2 separate regions of the Rattus norvegicus genome follow, and region 1 is linked to region 2. A link is a contact called in public Hi-C data. All regions are on one chromosome and are shown on one strand. Each heading gives the region's core, a stretch centred on a gene start, on an enhancer-like site or on the middle of the called end of the contact. The rest is flanking DNA. Distances are from core to core; before and after follow the strand shown.

Region 1 (5,336 bases), core at 154-2,653, 70 kb before region 2:
GAGGCCTTAAATCTAGTCAGACAGCCATTGGATGCCCTACACCACCCTGAGACGTCTGTGCTACTATTACGCCAATGGCCATGGTTCACCTGGTGTTCACAGTAGGGTTAGGCTGCCAGCACCTTATCTGGAGATCTCAGTCACTCACATAGACCTTTGCAGTCTTCCAGATAAGGCCATTGTGATTTCTCCAAGCCCTGTGACCGAAGTGTAAATATAGTGTCTTCAGCAATAACCTCTTACCTCAAGTTCTGGTGGACAACCAAGTTCAGTAGAAACAATCTGCAGTGTTAGTGGGATCTCTTGGACCCCTCTGACCAATAGCTTGAAAGGAGATAACCTGTGTCTGGGGGTGAGCTTTCTGTTTGATGGCGAGTGGTTCCTTAAGAGGAGCTTTATACTTCTATGTGGAAGAAATTCTGCTCTCCAGTGCAGTTTTGACGGGCCACTTCTGATGATCGGTGATACTGAGAGTCCTCAGAAGCCTGCAGGGTTTGTCCCTGCCTCGCAAATGCCTGTTCACTCCTCTTGTATATGTTTTTGTCTGTCTTTGTCTGCTTCTCCCAGTTCTGGACATAGTTCTAAGAGCCACCAATACCTCTCCCTGGCTTGTGGTTAATGGGTTCATTCTCACTGTGGTCATCTGATACACAGACATTCAAAGTATGAAGCTTGGAGGATCTTGAACAAAACATTTCACATGCTTGGGCTTCCAAACATTCGTCAGTGTATTACTACTCTGCTAAGTCACATAGTTATAACGTCCCAATGAACAGATGTGCAAGAAAGCTTGTTTGAAAGTAAAGCCTGCTCCCCTCTCTCCCCCCAACCCCGGCCAGATTTCTTCCCACATCCCCACACTGCCTCCATTTTTATACCCAATTCACTTCTGGAACGGTAGTCGTTGGAGTTGTGGTTTATGTTTTATTTAGTGCTCTGTGAAATTGTTTGCCCCCTGCAATGTAAGCTCTCAAAGATAATTTTATCTGACGTGTTTTATCATTGTTTCCTAGAAACATGGCACACAGTAGGTGCTCAACAAACGTTTCTTCAGTGAGTAATGGAGTCAGTTGTGTCAGCAGAGGCCATGTCATCATAGCTGTGACATCATGCAAATGCCGCCTGCAGCCATTGTTCTCCTTGCAGCCTCATACAGCAGTCAGTCAGTACCTCTCTGGCCCTTCCTCTTCCAGAGTGGAGGAGAATTGCGCCCTTGGGAGCAGAGAGCTCAGTGTTTAGACTTGTAGCGAGGGCCCCCTGATGGGCTGGCACTCCTCTAAGGACAGATTCCCAGGGTGAGACCAAAATTTCCCAGGCTATTTTCTTTGCCCTTCCCTACAGTAGCTGTCAAGACTGCTGCTTTTACAAACCCCATTGGCTTTTGCCTTGTTGCTATAGAAACCGGAGCTGGTCGTTGGAGGAAAATGTGTACTTTTTGAGCCCTAGGAAGGGAGACTGTTGTGGAGTTGTTAGCTGTAGGTGGGAACAGCCGAAGATGGTCTCCCCCGGAAGTGCTTCTGAGGCCCTGCCCTCTTGAGGGCCTCCCCTCCAGAGAGCTGTGACTTGCCATGATGCATACTTGGGGAGCTGGCTCAGTTTGTGGAGCTGTGGGGCTCCCTGGCAGGCATCCAGCCCTCCACAGAACATCTGGGAAGCTTTGGCCCCGCCCCGTGCCAAAGCCGCTGGGCCCCAGAGACAGGGATCAATGACCTCTTCTTGGCCTGCTCCTTAACCTGTGTCCCAGACAAGTGTTTTTCTGGGAACTAGGAAGGCTGATCCTTGATGCCAAACTCTCCCTTCTGATTAAAGGGTGGGGACAGAAACAGGCTCAGGCTTGGAGCACGCCTGAGGAGAATTCGGCTTTTCAGGAAATCAGAAATGAATTCGGGGAGTCTCACTTCTTCGCCCACAGCAAACAGCCCTTTGAACTGCTGAAGCTACTGCCAGCTCTCTTGACCTGGGGGGCCGGGTTCGCCCGAGTCTGAAGACTAATTAGGTTCTGTCCACTGCAGGCAACCCTGCCACCTCTGAAGGTCATCCTGAGAAGGTGCGTGGTGACCTGTTAATGCACAGAATTTATAGCACACTGGGTGTGTTGAAGACAGTGAAGGGAACTGGTGTGTAGTCGACTGGAAGTGAATATACCACAGAATGGCCTGCTCTGGACACACACACACACACACACACAGACACACACACACACAGAGCGAGAGCGAGAGCAAGAGCGAGAGCGAGAGGAGAGAAGTGCCCTCAGCCTATCCCTTAATGATAAATGGCCTCTTTGTACTTGAGGTCAGATACCTAAGAGCAACTTATTTTCAGTGTCATGAAACATATATATATATATATATATATACATACATATACATATATATATCCCATTTTCATAAAAAGAAATGTGTGGATGTTTATGAGTACACACATCTCTGACCTTTACACTGGCCCCTTTAGACTGGCATTTCATTTTTTCCCAAATATCGTAGCGTTCTGTGAGGGAGTTACATCTTTCTTCCCATAATCTGCAGCTTCAATCAATGAATCTCGAAATAAATGGGCATCCAGAGGGGACAAGGTACATACGCTTGTTGTGAGTCTGGGTGTCAGATAAACCTAGGACACAGTCAAAGGCTTGAGGGCTAGATGAAGGGTCCTGACAAGGACAGGTGACTGACTACATGCCTGTTGGGGCCTGGTGTCACCTCCAGCCTCCTACAATTTTAACCTGCCTTGGTAGGGAGGCTCCTGAAGACAGGGATGAAGCAGTTGAGTTTCTTTTGGAGGGACTGTCCTTCGCCTGAAACACATGGGGAGCTCCGGAGCTGGGCATGCTGTTCCTCAGGGATCCTTGATCTGAAACCCAGGGTGGCCCGCTTTGAGGTGACGTTTCCTGATTCTGTCAGTGGCAGCGGTGAAAGCCAGCCTTAGGTAGAAGAGGGATCTGAGGCCCTGAAGGCAGCTAGCCAGGAGGAGAGACATGGCTGCCTGGTAGACATGGTTCTTCCCCTCACAGGACTTCATTCTCCACACCGTACCTGCTTTCCAAGTGTTAGAATAGGGCCCTTCTATGTCACACTGTTGACCTAATGGGCTGAACCCTCTGACATTGCCTGCAAACCGTTCTGTATCTCAAGGTAATACTTTAATCAAATAAAGTCCACTGCCTCAGAAACATTCGAGACCCCCAGAGCTCAAGCCACCCCCTAACCCTGCAACCTTCTTGTTCTTTTTGGCCCCCTACAGGTTTTGCAATGAAATGCTTGTCACAATAGGCAATTATTTTCCACTTGAAAGAAATGTAAAACGTTGCAGGAGAAATATTTCCAAAATGTAAACTTAGTTGCCTTTTTAAAAGAGAGCGTGCTGGATGTAACTTAGGCGGTGGACGTGTAGACATCTTTTTATGATTATCCGTTACTTGCTTGTAAATCAGAGGGTGCGTGGAGTCTGTCCCTACAACACAGGACCCCAGGCTGTTTCCTCCTTTCTCCCCACCACCCCTAGAGCTTGCTTTCGAATCGTGTGACAACTTAAGGAAGGCTGGGTCTTCTCTGTTGGGAGAAAGTTTTTGCTTTTGTAATCATTGCTGCTGCCGCATGGGAAACTATGTTCTAGGCTCCAGGGCACTGGCTCAGACTCTAGCATCTGGGAGCATCACTTGGAAAGTGGGTACAATGCAGCCTGCTGGGACCCACCCAGAACTAACTGTGATCCTGGGGTTCTGAGGAGAGGCTGGACTTGACCTCAGACTTTCCTTTCCTAAGATATTGTGAGACCTCAGGTCAGGGGAACCAGCTTTGAGGGCCACTTGTAGAGAGGAGTGTTTCTGAAACTGACGTGTATATACCTGCCAGTCGTTTATACACACACATTCATGTACAAATGCACGTGCACACAGACACACAGATCACACACATGCACCCACACATGAATGCATGCTCGCACACACAGGTTAACATGGGGGGAGTAGTGTGAGTGACGTAGTTGGCCAGCTTGAACATGTGCTGACATCACTGAGTATGTTTTGTTTACAGTCTCAGAGGGTTCAGTTCATGGCTGCTTAGTCCCTAGTGTGTGGGTAAAACATCATGCTTGGCAAGAACATGGTTTAGAGGAGTGAGTTCCCTTCATAGCCAACCAGGAAGTGGATTCTGGGGCACTTGTTAAAATGTGAATCACACCTAAAATGTGTTAGGTCTTGAATCAGAGCCTGAAAGTGACCCAGAGATTCTGCTGGCCTAACCAGCTCCCAGGGGATTCTGATTCTGCAGGGCCCTGGGAAGGGCTTCATATAGAAAGATGTCAAAGCAGTGGTTCAAACCCTGTCAACACTGGAATCAAGATCTCAGTGGAGAAATGAAGAGAAGGAAGAGAAAAGTAGCCTTATCACAGCGTAAACACATGGGCCTCTGAGGTAGAGCCTGGGACCAGGCGTTGTTCTGCAGGTGATCTACATGGGCAGTCTGAGTGGAGAAGCGTGTTCCCAAAACCAAGAGTTTGAATATTAGATTTACTGGTGCTGTGGCTGAAAGGGTCCCTCCAACATTCAGGTGCTACCAACTGAGAGTCCCAAAGGAGGATCCTTTAATCTTTTAAAAGACTGTGAGGGTCCTGGCTCATTCATAGCAATTAGGTCTTTATGAAAGAGGCGCCAGACAACGTTGGGCCGGCTTGCTTTCTGTCTGCTCTGCTCTGTAATACATCACCATGGTCTCCCGACTGAAGCAGAAAGCACTTCTCAGCTGACAACCAAACCCCAAGGGCCCTTGGTCTTGGACTTCCTAGCCTCTAGAATTGTAAGAAAATACTTCTCTAAAAACTCACTAAATCCTGGCAGTTTTGTTATAGCAGAGCAGTGGGCTAAAGCAGCTAGTCATTGGTTTCCAACCGTGGTTTTGCATTTGAACCACCTGGAAAGCTCTAAAAGATAAGGGTGATAAATATCTAGTATTCCTGCAAAATTATTGGCTGTGGGCTGTGGGCATGGCTTACTAGTAAAGCCCTTACCCATCATGCCCAAGGTCCATACGCCTGATACCTGGGACACCCAAACAAAAAATGTATCTGCACTTCCATATACCTAGTAGGGTAACTGAAGGTGACACTGTTGGCTTCTTGCTGTCCAGTATGCATGCCAATAGCCACCTGCGGCTATTTAATTTTGACCATGAAAGGTTTTTAATAAAAAATCAAGTTCCTCCATGATACTGGCCACATTGTTAGCGCTCATTCACATTCGTGTGTGGTGTGGCTCTCGCTGTGGATAGAGAGCATTCCACAGCACTTGCTGGGAACTGTTGTAACTGGGAGTCTGAAGTGAGACTAGCCCGGCCAAGATG
Region 2 (5,510 bases), core at 1,687-4,186:
GCTTCACCTCTCCCAACAGAAACACCAGAGCTTTCAAACACTCCACTTACCTCCTTCCCTGTCTCTCCCACCCCTGGCAGCCATCATCCACGATGTTCACGTGGATTTGATCAGAACAGTTAGAGTCATGGTGTTTGGTTGTAATGAGGTCGGCCCCTCCGTGTGGCAGCCTTAGGTCTCTTCCGTGCTGTAACGTGTTTCAGCATCTCCTATTTTTTTTAAGGCTAAGTGATATTCCACCATGTACAGACCACATCTTGTTGATCCGTTGGTGTACATTTGAGTTCTTTTCTTCCTTGCTATTACTGAGGTTAACACTGCGTTGAATATTGTGGTACACAGTATCTGAGTCCCTCTTTTCCGATCTTTCACTGTGTGTATATATGTAGCATGCTGCTTGTTTGTTTGAATATTTTCTACTATGATTTCTTTTTTAGATTGCGAGTCACCGCTAGCCTAAAGTTTATTTATGTAGCCCAGGCTGGCTGGCACTTGTCATTCTCCTGCCTCAGCTTCCTAAGTACTGAGAAAGCAGATGTACCAACACCATTAGATTGACAGATTCTTAAAGACTCATCCGGGCTTCATGCGGGCCGAGTCTCTGTTTCCCTGACAGCTTTGCATTTCTCCTGTGTAGCTCTTACGCAGGGGGATTTTTCCTGGGGATGGGGCCTGCTTCCGGCTTTCAGCGGTTACTCTATGGTATCCCCTGTCTGTTCCCTGTTGATTCACTGGAAGCCCCCACAGACCTGGGTCTTTGCCAAGCAAGTGGGTTGACTTTTCACTTCGTGAGAGTGTATCTTTTTGATGAGCAAAGTTCCCAGGAAAGGCAGTGGAATCCTTCCTTTCCCTTCCTGCCTCGTACTTTTGTGTCCCAGTTAAAACCGCGGTTGCCTGTTGCCCGAGGGCCTGAGGGATACACGCCCATGCTGTCTTTTAAAATTCTTCTTTCAAATGGTGCTACTTTCTTTTCTTTGCTACTTGGAGTAGATTTTTGACCCCAGGGTCACTAGGCTGCCTGTAACAAAAGCACAGTGCTTGGGGTGCTTTTCAGAGACCTCTTGGAATCGGAGGAAGTACTTCCTCTCCTTTCCTCTCCTCTCCTCTCCTCTCCTCTCCTCTCCTCTCCTCTCCTCTCCTCTCCTCTCCTCTCCTCTCTTTCCTCTTCTCCCCTCTCCTTACCTCACATCTTTTTTCCTCTCTGTTCTCCTCACCTCACTTCTCCTCTCCTCTCCCATCCCCTCTTGTCCCCTGTCCTGCCTTCCCCACCCCCATCCCTTTCCCCTCCCCTGCCTACTGCTCTCTTCCCTCTCCTTCCCTGCCTTCCCCTTCTCCTCCTCCCCTCCCCTCTTCTCTGCCCTTCCCCTGCCCTGTTCTCCTCCCTTTTCCCCTTTCTCTCCCCTCTTCTTTCACCTCCCCTCTGCTTTCCTTCCCCTCCCCCCCTGCACATCCCTCCCCTCCCCCTTCCTCTCCTTTTTTTTTCACTTCTCTTATTTCTCTTGTTTTTGTTTTGACACATGGACTCACATAGCACAGGCTGCCCCCCTGCCCCAACCCTGAACTCAATAGGTAGCTGAAGCTGGCCTTGAACTTCTGACCCTCCTGCCTCTGTCTCCCAGCTGCTGGCTCACAGGCGTGCACCACCATTTCAGCTCAGATTTTCTGTTTCACGAAGGCCGAGCCTGCAGCGTTTGAGGCCTTTCTACCACAGGGTAGCCACTACTGTCCTAAGCTGCCAGCCGTTGCTGTGCCCACTCCTCCTGGAGTACTCGAGGCCTCCTCGCAGGCCCTTGGCGGCGGTGTAATTCCTGAACACGCTCCTTCGACGTTCCGCGGTGCCCCATCATTCTGGTTAGGTCAACAGTCCCTTGTGTTTACTGTTCTTACTATGATCACATAACTGTGGCTTAACCGTACATAGTAAAGTGAGTGCGAGAAATGCTTCATGAAAACTAAGTTGAATGTAAAGAAGGAATCAAACACATTGCTAGCAAAACTGAAATCTGGGCACAAGAGCAATGCGGCCCGGTACAAGGAGCGCCGGTGACAAGGACCAACAAGAGTGAGTTCACGTCACCTTATCAGCATTACCAAGGTTTGCTCTGCCAAAAAGATACTAACACTGAAGATCACAAGTGGTCTGTTGTCTATGAGAGGCAAGGCAGAGCTCAAAAGCAGAGGCCCTGAAGCCCTTGGCTGCGTGTTATTGCCAAGTGAGTGTTCACGGGGGCTTTTGTTATCTGATGAATGTTACAGGTCTGGATGTATGTTATCAGTTCAGATATTTAAAGAGCTTATTTTCCATCCTTCTTTGAGTGAGTTGCATTTTATTGGCCTAACACTGTCCCATGTACTACAAGTGAGAGAGGCAGAGGGAAGGCTCCTCTGAGAGGAGCCTTGCGCGGAGGACACCTCCTCCTAGAGAGGCCTTGAGGTAGGAACATCTTTGAAGTAACATCTCATCCCAATGTCAAACAGAAATATTAATACTTCGAAATTCATATTCTACTGCAAGTTTATAAATAAAATAGTAATTTCCCTCAAAAATCTTTCAACAAAGTGAGGACTTAGCTGAACTTGAAATAACAGCCTGACTCAGCTGCTGGGTCAGCGGACAGTTGGAAACCTTTTGTGATTTAAGATGAGCCTGTCTTACCTCTGCCATGCTGCCTGGTGGTGCCTGGTGATGCCTGAGGTTTAAGTCCAGATATGGTCTTGGGGCAGTGTTCTGCTGATCGGAAAGTTCCACCACGCCGATGGTCTGGTACGACAGTCCCCAAGCCAGCCTGCAGCCGGGTATATGAGGCTTGGCTCTTACCTGAGAAACCAGGCATTGAGAGCCAGCCACTCTCGTCATTTATGCCAAGGGCACCATCTTGACCTTGACCTGACCCCCTGAAGATGGACCTGCGCTCTGCTCCGTACCCACCACAGACTCCTTCGGGGTTTGCGCCGCTAGTGTCAGTTTAGGATACTGGTTTGTTCCGCCCTCCTCCCCGTCCCCGGTGTAATAATTCACAGGCAGAGCAGGAATGTGCTTAGAAAGCGAGGGAGACCTTTGTGCCGGCTCTCGCACGGTTTTGAGACACCCAAGGATGAAGTGCCTGAGTCACTGCTCCTGTGGCACTGAGCCACAAGGACTCATCCAGTAGTGCCTCTGCCCTCTGGGTCCTCCCCCAATGTGTTCTCAGTCAGAGAGAATCCAGGGGGAAAAAAGAAAACAAAAGCCAAGACGTTGGCTCTCATGCCCCCTTGTGGCCAGTCTGGGTGGACACCTTCAGGAAGTGTCGTCAGGTTTGTGAGCTCACAACACTGGGGAATGCAGCCAGGCAGCCACCCGACTCACTTCCTTTTTACATCCTCTCTGAATTTTGTGTCCTCTCCCTTCCCTTCCCCGTCTACCCTCCCCCACCCCAACATTTTCTTTCCTTCTCTCTTTCGGAAAGATTTTACTAAATACCGTGTGGCCCAGGTTGGCCTCAGACTGGTCTTCCTGCCTCAGCCTTCCAAGAACGGGGACTGCAGGCATGGGACACCTCTCCAGCCCCCTCAGTATTTCTTAGCAGCCGAATATCTCACAGCCACGTTTAGCTTTGGGAGGTTTTCCACTGGGACTGGGGATGCCGTGTCCTGGTTCTGACAGATTTCCTCCAAACCACAGCCTGTTCTTATTAAACAGGGCAGGGAGCAAACCCACAAGTTCTGCTGCTCTCACATGTTCGTGCTGTAGCAGGAATCTACAAATACCTGCGAATCGTAACATGGAGTCTCCCCATTAATCCCGAGTCAGACTTGGACCCCAGAGAATTAGGCCTGCCTGTCTGGGCTTATTTGGCAGTGAGTCCTAAAAATGTGTGTAACTTTAAAAAACGGACAAACAAAAAACTGTCCGCATTGTCTGGGAAGAAAAGATTCGACTCATTTCAATTAATATTAAATTCAATTGATTTATATATTTGTTCTGGCTTTGGTTTTGATTTGTTTGTTTGGGGTTTTTGTTTGTTGGTTGGTTAGTTTTTTGTTGTTTTTGTTTTTGTTTTTTGAGATGGTCTCATTCTGGAGCACTGGCTAGCCTGGAACTCACTATGTAATTCAGAATGGTCCTGAAGGCAAAGTGATGCTCCTGCCTCAGCTCCCAAGTAGTAGGATAATAGACATGTATCACCAGCCTAACTTTGCGTATAGTTCTATAATCGGACTTAAATAAAGACACATGCTCAGATGTCATGGCAGATCTAGTGGCTGTCCCCACCTTAGCTGCGTCTGTTGGCCTGCACAGTCCACTCACTGCTTCCTGTTTCTTGAAGTTCAACTCAAGCTACATGCTATGGGTAACGGCTAAGGCCTGACAGGCTCCATATTCTCGGTGGTTTGGTTTGAGTCTCCTGGGGTGCACGTCAAGGTTGTAATAACAGTTCCCATCCTTGAGGTCCCACTGTGTGCTTTGGAGGACGGCAGCACCCTGACTCTGCAGGCTAGATACCCACCTCTTCCTGACGCCAGAAACTGAAGCTGAGGGAGTGACTACGGGAATCTGGGAGCAGCACGGGTTCTATCTGGAGCTTCCCTCCCGCCATAGGGCATCTCTGTGACTCACCCACCATTACTGCCACTCAGAGGGTCCAGGCTCAGTCTCCCCCCTCTCCTTCTCCCTGTGTTCTTAGCCATCCTAGCGATGAGGGGTGGTTGTCTCTGTTTACACCTGGCCCTGGAGATGACAGGAGTGTTGAGAGCCTCCGGGGAAGGCTGTAGAAACGGAGGGCTGGTGTGGACAGCCGGCTGGAGGGCTCTGTCTCTCAGTCCACTCATCTTGTGGGATTTTTTGAGAGTTAAGATGACTGTATAGATTATCCTCAAAGAAAGGACAATGTGAAAGGGACAGTCCCTAAGGGACTGCGGAGACACACAAAAGCCAAGTACGCCCCGAGTTCAGTTGGAATCCATTTTGTTTATTTGCTCCGTACTTGTCCCTGGGGGTTCCCCCCCTTGTTTCTGTGACTTGGCATCTTGGACACTTTCGGATATGTCACTTGTCCCCACCAATCATAGTGGCAGCTGTTGATACAGTTAGTAAACCTTATGTGACTTTGATTTACATTCCTTCCTAATGTGGGGATTCCCTCTTCTGTCCTTGTCACTTGGACCACCCTTTCCTGGCTGACGAGAACCACAAACACACTACCACGCCATATTCAGAGGATTTCAGGACAAAATGCCCAAGGGCCCTCACAGTGAAGAAACTTGCTCTTCCTCGGCCAAACACGAGATCCTGAGCCCCGGAGGGCAGGAGCCAGCCTTCTCACCCAGTAGGGTCTGGCAGGAAGCTCTCTGGTTGCTTACTGAGCTCTCTGCCCTCGGCGTGTATGGCTGAAGCAAGTTTCTGGAATCTGACGCCATAGGCTCCATGTACATTGGCTCTGACCTCATCCAACCCCACTGCCCTAATGTGGAGCTCTCGTGGCACAAAGAGGAAGTGCCAGGCTGAAACTCTTCCCCGTGCTTCCTTCTAG

Evidence for each region. Hi-C and Micro-C count contacts between places; a contact is called where the count stands out from the background.
Region 1: a Hi-C map of psoas muscle shows a contact between it and region 2, with 2.1 times the contacts expected there. The contact joins the enhancer-like site here to the promoter of Prkcel1 in region 2. A contact is called at or near these places in 3 of 12 Hi-C or Micro-C datasets (kidney and psoas muscle).

The regions. Positions count from the first base shown.
Region 1 is chr6:13,995,863-14,001,198 of GRCr8, reverse strand. The region is part of intron 2 of Prkce (protein kinase C, epsilon); the gene reads left to right. Among named protein-coding and RNA genes, the nearest start is that of Prkcel1, 69 kb to the right of the region's middle. Within about 2 kb of position 1,403, at least 25 of the 93 cell types and tissues checked have an H3K27ac peak or open chromatin away from gene starts, as enhancers often do.
Region 2 is chr6:13,927,172-13,932,681 of GRCr8, reverse strand. It overlaps Prkcel1 (protein kinase C, epsilon like 1), which reads right to left and starts at 2,936. Exons shown (of 2, transcript NR_144425.1): 1 at 2,657-2,936. The region is part of intron 2 of Prkce (protein kinase C, epsilon); the gene reads left to right.